Linked DNA regions of Mus musculus: regions 1, 3, 4 and 5 are each linked to region 2. The links are chromatin contacts, called in public Hi-C, HiChIP or PLAC-seq and promoter capture Hi-C maps. All regions are on one chromosome and are shown on one strand. The core of a region is the stretch at or near the end of the contact, and the rest is flanking DNA. Distances in the headings are between cores, read along the strand shown.

Region 1 (2,700 bases), core at 64-2,563, 190 kb after region 2:
CATCCTGATACTTACTGGCTGTTTTCTTCCTTGGGTAATAGGAGCTCAGATTTTTTGCAAGAACAGCCAGTACTCTGAACTGCTGAGCTATCTCTCTAGCCTCTCTCTTTCTTTCTTAACTTTTTGTTTTCCGTGGGTTGGCTCAGGGGCTGGCTCAGCAGTTGAGAGCACAGGTTGCTCTTCTAGAGAATCCGAGTTTGATTCCTGTGACCCACATGGTGGCTGACAACCATCTTTAACTACAGTTCCAGAAGATTCGATCTCCTGGCCTCTGTGGGCGACAGGCAAGCAAGTGGTACACAGACACACATGCAGACAAAATACACATAACTGTAAAATACACACACACACACACACACACACACACATACACACACACACACACACACACACACACATATATATATATATATTAAATATCCATGCAGGCCACAGTGCACATGTGGTCAGAGAACAAGTTTCAGGAGTTGGTTCTCTCCTTTTTACTTGGTGAACCAGGATCTCTCTCTCTCTCTCTTTTTCTTTTTGTTGGGATTGATTGAAGTGCCACCAGCCCAGGTTCTCTCTTGTTCTTTCTACTGTTGTGCTGTATAAAGCAGGCTAGCCGACCTATGAGGTTCTAGGTCATTCTCCGCCCCTCCTCTTGTACTGGATTACACCTGAACAAGGGATTACAGATGCGTGCCACCTCATCCAGCTTCTTACTAAGCACAGGGGATCCGAGCTAGCGCCTCTACCGCCTGAGCTCAGAGTCACTTTTTTTTTTTTAAAGATTTATTTATTATTATATGTAAGTACACTGTAGCTGTCTTCAGACACCAGATGAGGGAGTCAGATCTTGTTACAGATGGTTGTGAGCCACCATGTGGTTGCTGGGATTTTAACTCTGGACCTTCGGAAGAGCAGTCGGGTGCTCTTACCCACTGAGTCATCTCACCAGCCCGAGTCACTTATTTTTAACGGACATTTACTGCATGCGTAGGTGGGTGCTGGGGCTTGACCCCAAGGCTTCATTCCTGGGGCAACTTTAATAGCAGCACTAGTACTTTATAATTTTATAATGAGAGCTTCTCTATAGCTTTAAAAAGTTTTGGGCATTTACTGTAAGAATAATAGTTGGCAGTCATTTGTTACCAGGAACCAGGACAGGTTAGAACCCTAAGACAGGAGACTGGAGGAGGAAAAAACAGTGAGCCAGAGTTGTTCACTAATGCATGTGTAATATCCTTTGATGACTCATAAACATACTTGGGGGTGGCCGTGCCTGGCTCTGTAGATCTTTGACCTGCATTGGATTTTGCCTGTCAGAACTGAGCCTTTTGTTTGTGGGCCACGGGTCAGGGAAATGTGGGCTATGACAACATGCCCAGCTGAAGTCTTCTCACCTAGTCCACCTTTTTTCACCTGTCAGCTATATCACCAACCCTGGCCTCAGCCTTAGTGCCATTTTGACTTTTTGCCTCTTCTACTTGGCTATAGCAGCCCAAGCAATTCCTTACAGCCTGCTAAGTAAGAACTTGACAAATGTCCTCTGGCACCATTCCTGCTAAACCATCAGTAGAGTCAACTTAGCATTGGTTTCTGTAGAAAGGATCTTTATGTACTGTGTGGAAGCATCAGCTGCCAATAACAAGCCTACGGTCAGTGAGCTGAGTCAGGATTAGAAGGTGGGACATCCGGCAGAGAGAGAGAGAGGGAGAGAGGGAGGGAGGGAGGGAGGAAAGAGAAAGAGAGAGAGAGAGAAAGAGAGAGAGAGAGGATTCTGGGAAAGTCAGGCTGGGGAGATTTGCCCCGAACGCTGAAGGAGATAGTTGAATGAAACTGAGAAGTAACCAACCCCAACCACATGGAACATAGGAAAAGATAAATGAGTAATTAAGTTATGAGCTAGTCGGGGAACAAGCCAAAGCTTTTGGCATTTATTCACGAAATATTAAGGCTCAGAGCCATTATTTCGGGGAACAAAGAGGCTGGGTAGGAAAGCCCTGTGGTTACAGATTGCACTGCCCATCCGACATGGGTGCACCTAGCTTGACTTAACAAGTGAGTGGTTTCTCTATGCAAAGATACCATTTCCTACCCGGTTGTGTCTTCCCAAGTACCTCCCTCCTCCCAGCCCCATGGCCCACCAGAAGCCCTGAGCATCTGTCGTTAGATGTATCTAGATGATACTTGTGATGCTTTGACTGAGAATGTGCCCCACAGGCTCAGCGGTTTGAACACTTGGTCTTCAGTTGGAGGAGCTGTTTGAGAAGGTTTGGGAGGTGTGGTCTTGCTGAAGGAATGATGTCACCGGGGAAAGACTTTGAGGTTCCAAAAGTCACATGTCATTTTGAGTTCGTTGTCTCTTTTCATTCCTGCAGCTCAAACTGTGAGCTCTGTGATTCATGTTCCTGCTCCTGTGTCCTTGCTCCTCCGTCAGGCATTCCAATCCTCTGGGACTCTAAGCCAAAGAAACTCTTCTTTTTATGAGTTCCCTTGGTCACAGTGTTTTGTTACAGCAAGTAGCTGATGCAATATTGTTCTAGTTTCTAGGGACAGGGTGGTACAAAGAAGAAGAAAAAAAAAAGACAACGGTTGATCAGGAAGTGCATGGCTATGCCAGACAAGGAGCCAAAGGGTTCCAGTTGTATCCTCTAGGTTTCAACTTGGTGACCATAACTTCCCCCGATATGCCTGTTTTCTTCCCTTTTGAAATAT
Region 2 (2,861 bases), core at 148-2,647:
AAATATATATACATAAGGTCAAAGAAACAGCAGAATCTTGAAAGTCTTTGATATCACTACCCACAAGGCAGTGGGAGTCATCAAACGGTGTTTTTTTTTTTTTTTTTTTTTTTTCTCATTTTGTTTTTTTTTTTTTTCCCCCTGTCATTTTATAGTCCAGGCTAATAGAAAATGTAATCCTCCTGCCTCAGCTTCCTGAATGGTGGGGTTCAGAAAACCGTTTTAAACAGGACAATGATGCCAGATTTAAGTTTTAGAAAAAAAAATCACTTCTGGATAATGAAGAATTTAATCGAAGGTGCCAGGCAGAGAGGCCATGTGGGAAGGCCAAATGGGGATTGTGGCTTGCATATCAGGGGCAAGGTAAATGAGTCAGGAGAGTACCCGGAGCAAGTTTGAATGTGCACCCAAATGTGCCAAGAAGCCTCCAGAGAATTCAAGCTCACCTAAGCAATGTTTATATTCATTTTCAGAGGGAGTGTTAGTGTTGGAAGAGCTCTTGAAAACTCAGAACCTTCTCCCCTCAACTTCATAGAGAAAGAAAAGCCCAGAGGCAAATTTGCTTGCTCAGGGTCAGACAACACATTAGTCAGTGGCAGAACATGTCTGTCTATAGTTACAAAGCCTCACCCATCCTCTAGTGAGACTAACCGGCTGGAGGTGCTGTGCCAACAGGAGTAGATCTGAGGAGCTGGAAAAACATTTGAAGGGATTGGATACAGTTTCTTCTGCTTTACCACTAGCAACTCCAGGGATAGTTCTTTCCTGCAGAACACTGTGCTAAGAGAAGCAGATACAGACGTGTGCAGTAGGAGTGCCTATCTGCTCCCAACATCCCCACTCCAGCCTAGAAAGGGAGTAAAGGGCAGACAGTAGCCCCGTCCTTCCCTCCCACGTGGTTTCTCCAGCCAAGTTCTCACGGAGTGGCCCCTCCTTCAGCGGCTCCACTGTTACCATGGCAATTGGGTGGGTGGACAGCACGTCCTATCTAGAGGCCAGCAGCCCTCGCGTGGGGAGTTACCATAACAACCCCCCTAGTAATAGAGGGGGTTGGGTCCCGCCTCCCTTCCCCCGCAAATCGAGAGGTAGGTGGTTTGATTGGCAGCTGGGCACACGAAAGAGGGAAAGGGAAGAAAAGGAGTCAAATAAAGATCAACGAAGGAACTAGAGGAGAGGAGGCAACAATAATAAAAGGGGGAAAAGGAAGGGAAGGTGTATGCGCACGCGCACCAGCGGGTGGTCGCGCTCCTTCCACTCCAGGCTCTAGCGAGACTGGGTCCGCGCTCGCCCTCCGCCCGCTCTCCTGCGCCTGCGCGCAGGTGTCGGCGCCCCGCAGGAGGGGGCGCCCGGCGCGTTCGCGTCACGGTCGGCTCTGCGCGTGCGCAGGGCAGCCGGCGACTCGGGTTGCAGGCGCGCGGGTGAGAGCGCCTGTCAGCCGCTGGGTCGGTCCTCCCGCTGGCCCTCCCCCTCCCCGGCCTTCGGGGCAGGCGCGGTGGAGCCCGCCCCTCGAGTCCCCCGATGGGGGAGAAGCGGCGACGGCGGCAGCGGAGTGAGCGAGCCGGAGCGTGAGTGGCCCCGCGGCGGCCATGGGCGACCCAGCCCCCGCCCGCAGCCTGGACGACATCGACCTGTCTGCCCTGCGGGTGAGCACCACCCCAGCCTCGCGCCCGCGACCCCTGCCCTTACCCCGAGCTCTCGCCGCCCGGGGGTTCGCCCTCTGGAGATTCTGGGAGCCAGTTTGGTCCCCACCCTGTGCTGCCCTCCCCCACACTTGCGTGCCACCCCTACCTTGCTGCTGGGATCCGAGTCCCCTCCTTTATAGGCGTTTGAGGGTCACCTCTGGTGTCCCTAAACACAGCCCTGCATCACCTGCAGAGCCTTTCTTGTGTCCCCCCTCTCTCGGCCCTCATGTCTGCTTCCTCCACCTCCTCTTCTGGCTCCTGGAATTTTGACTTTGCAACTGCCTCAGCCTCCCCCTCATCCCTCGTTTTCTTCCTCGCCTACCCCTAAATTGCAAGTTGGGCGGATTTCACCTCCTCGCTCCACCCCACACACCTCCTACGTCTCCATCCCACGTTCACTTTCCCTATCCCTTTTCTCGTGTTTCAAGTGCAGCTTTTCAGACCCAGGCATTTCCGGTCTCGGGGTCCCTGAATATTACATTACTAACTCTGCAGCCGCGTGGGGCTGGGAGGACAGACAAGTGCACAGTGGGAGGAAGGGAAGCCTGGATTTCCTCGGAAACTCGGGCCGGAAGACGATGTTTACATACATGTACAAGCACACACACACACACACACAAACACACACGCACACACAACACGCTGCCTGAGGTCAGTAGGGAGGGAACTAGTGGGAGTGGAGGCAAAGGAGAGTTGGAGGGAGGGGTTCATTAGGGAAGCGGTTAAGAGGAAACAACTGTGTCAGGAATGCTTTCAAATAACCCATTTATTGTTCCACGTGGGGCACTTACTCTCTCTCCTCCCGGAATTTTCAGTTCAGCATTTGTAAGTGTTCTCTAGCGGGCAGCTTTGTCTTAAGGGCAACATAGAAATTTCAAGGTGAACCATTCCAGACTGTCTCCCAGGTGGTGTTTTGATTCCATGCCCGGTGAGCTTTCCCAACCGGCGGCGTAGGTGTAGCTAGAGCAGGATTCCCCACCTCATGCTTACCTTCTCAGAAGGTCTCTGTACACATTGGCTTCTGGCTTGTAAATTACCCAGGGAAAAGGCAGCCACCTCACAAGTGCCCCGGATATGACTGGAGGGGAGAGAGAATTGAAGAGAGCAGAGTCATGTTGTTAATTGGGTTTCTCTAGGTGACACAGTTTTTTTTTTTTTTTTTTTTTTTTTCCCTCCCTT
Region 3 (2,700 bases), core at 98-2,597, 160 kb after region 2:
GGAGAGGGGGCCTAGGTACCACACAGAGAGCGAGCCATGCAGAAGAGGGGTGCTTCCTCTCCGTCTGCAGCGCGAGCTCATGGGTAAGCAGTGTGGTGATGGCTGTATGCGTGGCTGTGGACAGCTGGGGTCTTGAGGCACAAGTAGCACGTTGCTGTACCTTGGAGAGTGGGGTCTGGGTAATGAGGAAATAGAAATACTGCCTTCTTCATTCTTTTTTTCCCCTTAGCATTATGGTAATTATGTTTGAAACCCATCTTTGTATCAATGGGATATCTGAATTTGTCTCTGTGGGAAACTTGGGTCAATACAGCTATGGTGGCAAGGTTTCTGAGAGCTAAATGACCTTGGTATCTCTGTGGTTCCAAAGCTCTTGGGCCCTTTAGGCCTTACTCTAACTGTAAAGTTTTTAAGAATCCCAGGTTCTAGCCAGGCGTGGTGGCATGCGCCTTTAATCCCAGCACTTGGGAAGCAGAGGCAGAAGAATCTCTTGAGTTCCAGGCCAGCCTGGTCTACACAGCAAGTTCCAGGACAGCCAGGGCTACACAGAAAAGCCCTGTCTTGAAAAACCAAACAAACAAAGAAATCCAGGTTCTGAGGGTGACAGCTTGTTTGACATATCAAAGCCTTGAACAGCTTAGAGTGTGCTGTTGGGAACTGAACCTGGAGCTTCAGTCATGTGCCTGCCAGACAAGCACTCTTAACACTGAGCCCTGTGCACTAGCACTGAGCCCTTCACCCCAACACATTTTCTGTTTGCTTTGGGTTCTCTCTGTGTAGGTCAGACTGACCTTACACTCTTCATTATATTGCCTCAGCGACTCAAAGACTAGGAATACAGGTTCTATACCTGGCTTTCAGCACTTTTGTGTGTGATATGTGTCTGTATGGGTATGTGTGTGTGGTGTGTTCATATCAAGGCCAGAGATTGACATCAGTTGTCCTCTGTAATCGTTTCCCTGGATTCTTTTTTGGTGACACAGTCTTTCTGAGAACCTAAAAGCCCAATGATTCAGCAAGACTGGGTGGCCAGGGAGCTCCAAAGAGCCACCTTCTCCACTCCTCTCAGCTCTCTGGTGACACTGTGCATTACCACGGCCAGCTCATACTGGCAATAGAAAACTCAGGTCCACATGCTAGTGCAGCAGACACTAAGAATTAGCCAGAATGTGCTTGGAGGCAGAGGCAGGAGGCTCACTTGAGCCCAGGAGTTGGGTGGGAGCCTAGGCAGTGTGTAGAGACCATTAAGAAATTAAAAAAAGGGCTGGTGAGATGGCTCAGCAGTTAAGAGCACTGACTGCTCTTCCAGAGGTCATGAGTTCAAATCCCAGCAATCACATGGTGGCTCACAACCATCCGTAATGAGGAAACAAATAAAAAAACCTATGGGCCGGAGCAAGCAGGGCCTGGAGCAGGGAAAAGAAAGAGAAAAAGAAAGAAGGAAAAGATTCAAGTGGCTTACAGCTCAGGTTAAGACATTCAGTTTCAGTTTGGTTCAGGGTTAACAGATTGGTGCAGTCAGTCTGGTCCCCATGGTGAACAAGTGCTTCCTCTTTGAGGGGCTGGAAGCAGTTGAATCAGTTCAGAACAGTGAGATATTGCCAAGTTCCTGTTCTGTGGTTACCTCGGGCAGTAAGCTTGCGAAGGCAGATATTACAGTCTGTGAAGCCCTTTTCAGTATGGCAATGTCCTAGGAGTCTATAGTGTGTCAGAGGAGGTGACACATAGGCATGTGGCTATGTGACTGACACCCATGGGGCAAGCCCATGCTCCAGAGTGCATATGTGTCAGAGGAGGTGTGCACGACTGTGACATATGTTACAATAAAAACAGTCAATGTGTCTGTGCTCCAGGGGGTGGGCTGTAAAGGTTTGGTTCATCTGGGCTGTTCTAACGATAGACTTAAGACTTACCAGGGGTAGGTAGAGAAGGTGTAGGCGCTGGGGACATGCAGTAGTTATAGACTGACCATCTATTTTTCTCTTTGAGTTGTCTCACTCAGTCACAGGAGACAGAGCTGAGGTGTCCAGGTTAGGTAATCAGCCCTAGAAAACAACAGAGCTGGACCGTATCAGAGACTGACAGTTTCAGGGGCTGTGCCCTTGGCTGTGTCCCTGGCTGCTGGATTCCTGAGGAAATGAGGGTTGGGAATGTGGCCGATGTGGTAGAGCGCTCCTGTAGCTTGTGTGAAGCCAGGAGTTTGCCCTTCAGTACTGCACACAGCTAACTGTGCTGTGGCTGTGATCCCAACCCCTTGGGGTGTGGGGTGTGGGGAGCAGGGAACCAGGAGTTCAAGGCCATCCTCCCTGTCTCAAGAAAGGTGGTAAAGCACCTGCTCTGGTCTGGAGCAGTCGTCTCACCTGGACCCACTTTCTTCCTGCAACACCACCCCTGTTTCATCCTTTAGATAATCTTTAGATTATCTGCTTTTAAAAAATTGTTAGAATTCCCAGGCAGTGGTGGCATACGCCTTTAGTCCCAGGACTCAGGAAGCTGAGGCAGGCTGATCTCTGTGAATTCAAAGCCAGCTTGGACTACAGAGTGAGTTCCAAGACAGCCAGGGCTACACAGAGAAACCCGAAAAACAAACAAAAGTTGCAATCATCCTGTTGAAATATGTTCTTCTTTAGTGTCTGCATGCGTGTGGAGGTTAGAGGGCAACTTTCAGGGGTCAGTTCTCTCCTTCTGCCATATGCGTTG
Region 4 (2,700 bases), core at 155-2,654, 230 kb after region 2:
CTGAAAGACCAGTATATCCTACAAAGCCAAAGAGCTATAGAAGAATAGGAAGAACTCTTAACCATGGAGCCATCTCCCCAGTCCCTTAATTTTGTTTGTTTCATAAAGAAGACCAGACTGCAACTATTACCAAGGGCGCACCATGGAGGTACTGGAGAGATGACTCAGCAGTTATGAGCACTGACTTCCAGAGGTTCCGAGTTCAATCCCCACCAGCCACATGGAGGTCCACAGCTGTCTGTAGCTCCAGTCCCAGGGGACCTAACGCTGTCTTCTGAAGACACTGCACACATATGGTATGCATGCAGGCAAAACATCCATACATACAAAATAGATATAATTTTTAAAAAGGAGAAAACTATGGTTCTGTGATTTGAGGCATGAGTTTTCAAAACTGTTGAGGCAGCCATCCATGATCTGTTTCAAAATGATATGTCAGCACTATTGTGGTTACCATAGTTATCCAGGGAGTGAGCTCAGGATGGGCCCTACCTTCTTATTTCTGGACTCTTTTAAATCAGTGACTATGTAGCTGGTCACTTGGCTTGGGCTCTGCTGTGTGACTAGAATATACACTAAGGTCCTATGACGTCTTGATATGGTTAATGTTGTCACACAGATTGGCAGTAGAAAGCACAGTCTTAGTACATGAGCCTAGCTCAACTCACAACAAATTTATAAATGTCCAAAAACTTTTATTCTACTTTTTTGCTGGCAAATAAACTGGTTGTTATATTTCCCTGTGTGTTTGGCATTCAAAAATATATTTATTAAGTGCCTTCTGTGTGCGGGGGCTTATTATGGACACTGGGAAAATAGAAGCTCTCCCTTAAGGAGCCTCATATTCACATGGCTGCAACCCGGACTCATTTGAGAGAACAGCTTGAGAAAGGGTCTATCTCAGCTTGTGGTTCCAGTGAGTTCAGTTCATGGCTACCTGGCTTGTGTTTCTGGGCCCGTTGTGAGGCAGAACACGGAGGCCGTCTGAGTGCATAGGAGAAGTTTCTTCAGCACAGGGTAGCTAGGAAGCAGAAGGAAAGAGAGAAACAGACAAGAGAACCCCCAGGGCAGGACACAGCCCTTGACACACCCTGGCTACCGACTTCCTCCTGTTAGACCTCACCTTTTAATGTTTCTAGGCCCTCCCAAAATAGAACCACTAGCTGGACAACACATATCAACACATGGGCCTCCCAGTATAGGGAGAACAGAAAGTTTAGGGCCTGGAATTCATTCATTCATTCATCCATTCATTCATTCGATCATTGAGCATACTTACTGACCATCCTCAGCATGCTAGGAACAGGGAAAACAAGGAAGAAGAGAAGGCCTGTCTCTGCACTGGTGTTGCCTTTGTTCAACTGGAAATGAAAGTCACATGAGCAGATCGTTCCGGATATAAGAGTTATGAAGGGGAAGCACCTACAAAGGCCACCACCACATCGGGCCGGTGAGGAAAGCACAGTGCCTAAGATGCAAAGGAGGGGAGGAATATTGCGTATAGCAGGGACAAGAGAGACCACAGCAAAGGTACTTACAAGTAGAGGAAAAACACTGGGGAACATGGAGGTTGCCAGGAGGAGGTAGTGTGTGAAAAGTTAGCCAGTAATAAAATCCTGACAAATCTTGTAAGCCATATTTAAGAGTTTGGCCTCTGTCTGAGGCTAATAGGTAAAGATGAGCTTTTAGCAATGGGAAGAAGTATTCGGTTGCTCACTTTCAAAAATCACCAGCTGCCAATCAGTGTTTTGGAGTCTGAAATACCAGAGGCAGGACACTGGTTAGAGGTTCTTAAAGTTCTCTTTGGGAAGTGCTGGCCATGGGCTGACTGACCTCAGAGTGATGGAGACAGAGCTGATCTGACTGAGGCACAGTCAACAGGAGGTGGGGACACTGGCAATAAAGGATGCAAGAAAGGACCTAACTTCTGCCCTTAGCAAGGGAGGAAGTAATCTAGCACGAGAAGTCAGGGGTGGGGATGTGTCATCAGTTATCCATGGAATATGTTGAATTTGAGGATCCCGTGGGATAATCAGATGGAGGTGTCCTGCGGGCTCTGCAACCTGGAACTGGAAAAGAGGGGTTGAACTGGAGCCTGTGGTTGGGAAGTTGCTAGGGTAAAGGGGATGCTGAGCCCTGTGGTATTGGCAACATCACTCAGCAATGCTGAGAGGGAAAGAGGAAACAACAGCACCCCAGGAAAGATAGGATGGAAAAGTAAGGAATGACCACTAAAGATGTGATAGTGAAAGCTACAGAAGGGGCATTAAGCTCTGAACTCTCGTCTTGAGTACCCTGCTGGAGGGTGCTGGCTGGACACTTCCTGGGGCAATCTACTCTTCCTGGCACAGCCAACATACCCACTGCCAAAGAAAAGCTAGCTGGGGGCAGAAGTCAGAAGGCCACTTGAGTCCTCTGTTGATCATTAGAAATGGTGTCTGAAAACACAGGAAATAAACTTGTGTCAGAACTTGACTCTTTGATGGGTTTGGTCCACATTCTATAAATATCCTGGGGGTTGAGGTGTGAGTGGGTGGGGCAGCGTCACTTTCTCACCTTACAGACTCAAAGTGTCTGCGCATCACAAGAGCCCTCAGCTATAAAGACAAGTCATGGCTTCTAGGAGGTTCAGGGGTGGGTGGGGCCTGAGAGAAGGGAGACAGGCATCCTTAAGGTGTGGCCTACATAGGGATTGAGAGC
Region 5 (2,700 bases), core at 13-2,512, 140 kb after region 2:
GCTAACACAGGGTTGAGTGTTTAAGGCTAGCCTGGGGGTAGGGGTTACAAAGAGAGACCCAGTCCATCACAAAACAAAATCAAGGGCAGCTAAACTGAGCTGAGAAATGTTGAGGAAGATTAAAAGCAAAAGGAGTATCTTGAAGTGGCAGATGGTCGAGAGTTGGGCTGTTTAGTGTGAGATCTAAAAAATGGATATCCTGAATTCGTAGGGGGTCTAGAACTAAAGGAGCAATGAGGAATTTGGATGGCTGTGCCTGAGTGGGTGACCTAGATCTAAGGGGTTTAAGGCAGCCAGACGGAATGGATAGTTGACCAGGGGATAGTCAAGACCTTGGCAGCAAGATACAACTAAGAGGGTGGATGGGCATCTGAAAGGTGTCGCCCTGGCTGAGGAGCCTGGTGTTGGGGTAGCCTTACTGGGGGGGGGGGTGGGGGGTGGGGGGGTGGAGAACTAGGTCTAAAGGGGCCAAGGCGACCTCTGGCAGGAAGACTGGGGTCTATAGCCAAATCTTTGGTAATAGGCAGGAAGGCAAAACTGGGGTGGTGAGCTTAGGGACATGGGCAAACCAGGCTGGACAGGCAGGGGTCTCCTTCACCGGCCCTGAGAAGGCAACAGCGGCCTAAGAGGCCACCTGAGCCTGAGGGGCTGACTGGGGCTGACTGGGGCTGACGGGCTGAGGCGGCGGTCCGGGAGTCAAACCAGAAGGCTATCTGAGAAGAGAGCGTCCGTGCGGCTATGTCGGCGACGTCTCTGCATTTGGCCCCATCACCTGAGGCAACTGCGAAGCGAGTTCTGGAACCTCAGGTCGGGCAGGAAGGAGCAGCTCCGTAGTGAGCCCGGTCGCCCCACTTGCCTGGCTCGCCTGAAGGCCGGGCCTGAGGGGGACCGCCTCCTGGGCGTGGTCTGCCATTAAGCCCCGCCCCCTAGGCGCGCCTCTGACGGCGACGACGTGCGCGGCTCCGGCCTAAGTCCCCTCCTGCGTCCGACCTCGCCTTTCCCGACTCCTCAGGAGCGCTAGTTTTCCCACGTTCTGGTGATTTGCTTTCCCTTAGTGTCCGCAACTCAGTTTCCCTGTCTCTGCCCGGCGAGCCCTACTGTCAGAGTGCACTGCCCCTTTAACTAGAGTGACCCGGGTGGCTCCTTCCCGGGACAGCGCGTGCCCGCTCGCCCGTCCGCGCGCGCGCCCGTCCGTCCGTCCCCCGCCCCTCGCTCCCGCCCCAGCTCGCGCTGCCCGGGCGGGCGCCGGCCGCTGGCGCCGCTTCTGCTGCCGCCCCCGGGGCGCGATCCGCCGCCCGCCGCCCGGGGACCCGGCGAGGGGCGGGGGCAGCCCCGAACTGGCCCCCGGTCTCTCCCTCGCCGGTCTTAGGCATCCCAGAAAGTTTGTCCCTTTGCTCTCCGCCGGGGAGTCCTGCCGCGACGAGGTGAGAGCCGGTGGGGGGCAGGGAGGGGACGCCCGCGGAGGAATGCGCTGTGGGGCGGGGAGCCGGAGTTCCGAGGTCCCGATTGCACGACCCGGCCAAGCGGGCTAGGCGCGAGAGCTCGGATCATGTGCTATTTATCCCGCGGAGGCGCAGAGAGGTGCCAGGCCCCGGGCAGCCGTCGGTTGGCTGGACTGGAGGACCAGGAACTCATGGCCGCCCAGAGAGGACAGGCGGGGGCTTGTTGGAGACCTGCCAGTGGGCAAGGTGCAGGTGACCCGAGACCCCCTTTGGAGTCGGTCTGCCCCACCTAGCCTCCTCCCCAGTGCGCCTTTAAAGCAGGACCTGCAGACCCTGCACCTACTCCCTATATCTTTACCCCGCTGTACCCTATTCTTGCCACCCAATTCCTTGTTTTCTTAGCTTCGGACGAGTCATATTGCCTGTCCACCCTGGTGCCCTTCCCTCCCCTAGTTAGGGTTTTGGGGGTCAGGACTAGTCTTCCTGAGCCAGTCTCTGTGATTTCGGCTACTCCCTTCCTGTGGTGGGATAAACCAGCCCCTTCACTCCTCCCCTGCTCTGCCTAGGAAGGCTGGGGAGGTGAGGCCCAAATAGCATGACAGAAATTGGCGGTCTTTGGGGGCTACAGGTGGGAGTGCAGCATCGTTGATCTCTTTCTTTTTTTCTTTTTCTTTTTGAAGTCTTCACCCTGCTATCCGTGGGCGTGGGCTGCTTAGACTCTCCTCCTAGGGTGTGGGCACCCGGATCACCCACATTCCTAGGCTGCAGCCTGGCACTTTCCCCAGGCTAGTGGACGCCATAGCACTAGCCCCAGGTTGGGTTAGGACCAACCTGTTTCCTTTTCCCTTGGCTTTCCTTTCATGAAGCCCCCCTCCTTGGGTGTAGCCCCCCCCCTGAAGATACAGGTATTCTGGGTCTCCCTGCGAGGAGTCCTGGGGGGGGTGTTGATATTATGCATACAGGATGACCCCACCCTCCCCTGCCCATTGTCCTGGATCCTGAGGAGGAAGTACTGGGGGCTGGGCAAGGGGTTTGGGGATCACCAGCAGGCCCTGTGAGTCCTTGTTACAGGCTGTTCCACTAGCCCTTGGACTTTGCCAATCAGTAGTGGCCCTGCCTCGTGTGGGGGTTGTCAGCTCTATGTGAGAATTGCCGACCCTGGAGAAGAATTACAGATTCCAGTTTTATGACTGGGTTTTTTTGTCTCCTCTTACCTGTCTGTCTTCTGGGTTTCCAGTTTGTGCTTTGGCCCCAGAGC

The links. A called contact is a pair of places that touch in the nucleus more often than the background predicts. HiChIP or PLAC-seq counts read pairs in DNA pulled down with a chosen protein or histone mark. Capture Hi-C pulls out chosen DNA fragments and counts their contacts.
Region 1: a contact with region 2 is called in an HNF4G HiChIP or PLAC-seq map of pancreatic cancer cells. The contact joins the enhancer-like site here to the promoter of Mink1 in region 2. A contact is called at or near these places in 15 of 39 promoter capture datasets (the 3T3-L1 cell line, 3T3-L1-derived adipocytes, the C10 cell line and 10 more), 1 of 484 Hi-C or Micro-C datasets (bone marrow-derived macrophages), 5 of 115 datasets of contacts at active chromatin or transcription factors (astrocytes, fibro-adipogenic progenitors, kidney and 2 more) and 3 of 9 other capture datasets (adipose tissue, liver and pancreatic islet).
Region 3: a Hi-C map of bone marrow-derived macrophages shows a contact between it and region 2, with 29 read pairs. The contact joins the enhancer-like site here to the promoter of Mink1 in region 2. A contact is called at or near these places in 2 of 39 promoter capture datasets (fetal liver and liver), 1 of 484 Hi-C or Micro-C datasets (bone marrow-derived macrophages), 3 of 115 datasets of contacts at active chromatin or transcription factors (embryonic limb bud, large pre-B cells and pancreatic cancer cells) and 3 of 9 other capture datasets (adipose tissue, liver and pancreatic islet).
Region 4: a contact with region 2 is called in a Hi-C map of B cells, with 18 read pairs. The contact joins the enhancer-like site here to the promoter of Mink1 in region 2. A contact is called at or near these places in 1 of 39 promoter capture datasets (liver), 3 of 484 Hi-C or Micro-C datasets (B cells, bone marrow-derived macrophages and embryonic stem cells), 1 of 115 datasets of contacts at active chromatin or transcription factors (embryonic stem cells) and 3 of 9 other capture datasets (adipose tissue, liver and pancreatic islet).
Region 5: a contact with region 2 is called in a promoter capture Hi-C map of pancreatic islet. The contact joins the promoter of Kif1c here to the promoter of Mink1 in region 2. A contact is called at or near these places in 2 of 39 promoter capture datasets (fetal liver and liver), 6 of 484 Hi-C or Micro-C datasets (embryonic stem cells, muscle stem cells and nephron progenitors), 4 of 115 datasets of contacts at active chromatin or transcription factors (bone marrow-derived macrophages, embryonic limb bud, embryonic stem cells and 1 more) and 3 of 9 other capture datasets (adipose tissue, liver and pancreatic islet).

The regions. Positions count from the first base shown.
Region 1 is chr11:70,746,813-70,749,512 of GRCm38.p6, forward strand. It overlaps Gm12320 (predicted gene 12320), which reads right to left. Exons shown (of 3, transcript NR_167739.1): 3 at 1,892-2,531. Among named protein-coding and RNA genes, the nearest start is that of Gm12320, 7.0 kb to the right of the region's middle. Within about 2 kb of position 1,314, at least 52 of the 459 cell types and tissues checked have an H3K27ac peak or open chromatin away from gene starts, as enhancers often do. A contact at or near this core is called in 3T3-L1-derived adipocytes, adipose tissue, liver and 1 more, where this site is marked.
Region 2 is chr11:70,561,484-70,564,344 of GRCm38.p6, forward strand. Mink1 (misshapen-like kinase 1 (zebrafish)) reads left to right here and starts at 1,398. Exons shown (of 33, transcript NM_001045964.1): 1 at 1,398-1,643. The coding sequence starts at 1,587.
Region 3 is chr11:70,719,129-70,721,828 of GRCm38.p6, forward strand. The region is part of intron 18 of Kif1c (kinesin family member 1C); the gene reads left to right. Among named protein-coding and RNA genes, the nearest start is that of Mir6925, 14 kb to the left of the region's middle. Within about 2 kb of position 1,348, at least 84 of the 459 cell types and tissues checked have an H3K27ac peak or open chromatin away from gene starts, as enhancers often do. A contact at or near this core is called in bone marrow-derived macrophages and pancreatic cancer cells, where this site is marked.
Region 4 is chr11:70,788,082-70,790,781 of GRCm38.p6, forward strand. No RefSeq gene overlaps it. Among named protein-coding and RNA genes, the nearest start is that of Scimp, 23 kb to the right of the region's middle. Within about 2 kb of position 1,405, at least 82 of the 459 cell types and tissues checked have an H3K27ac peak or open chromatin away from gene starts, as enhancers often do. A contact at or near this core is called in B cells and bone marrow-derived macrophages, where this site is marked.
Region 5 is chr11:70,699,286-70,701,985 of GRCm38.p6, forward strand. It overlaps Kif1c (kinesin family member 1C), which reads left to right and starts at 1,263. Exons shown (of 23, transcript NM_153103.2): 1 at 1,263-1,424. It overlaps Inca1 (inhibitor of CDK, cyclin A1 interacting protein 1), which reads right to left and starts at 870. Exons shown (of 7, transcript NM_001252484.1): 1 at 773-870.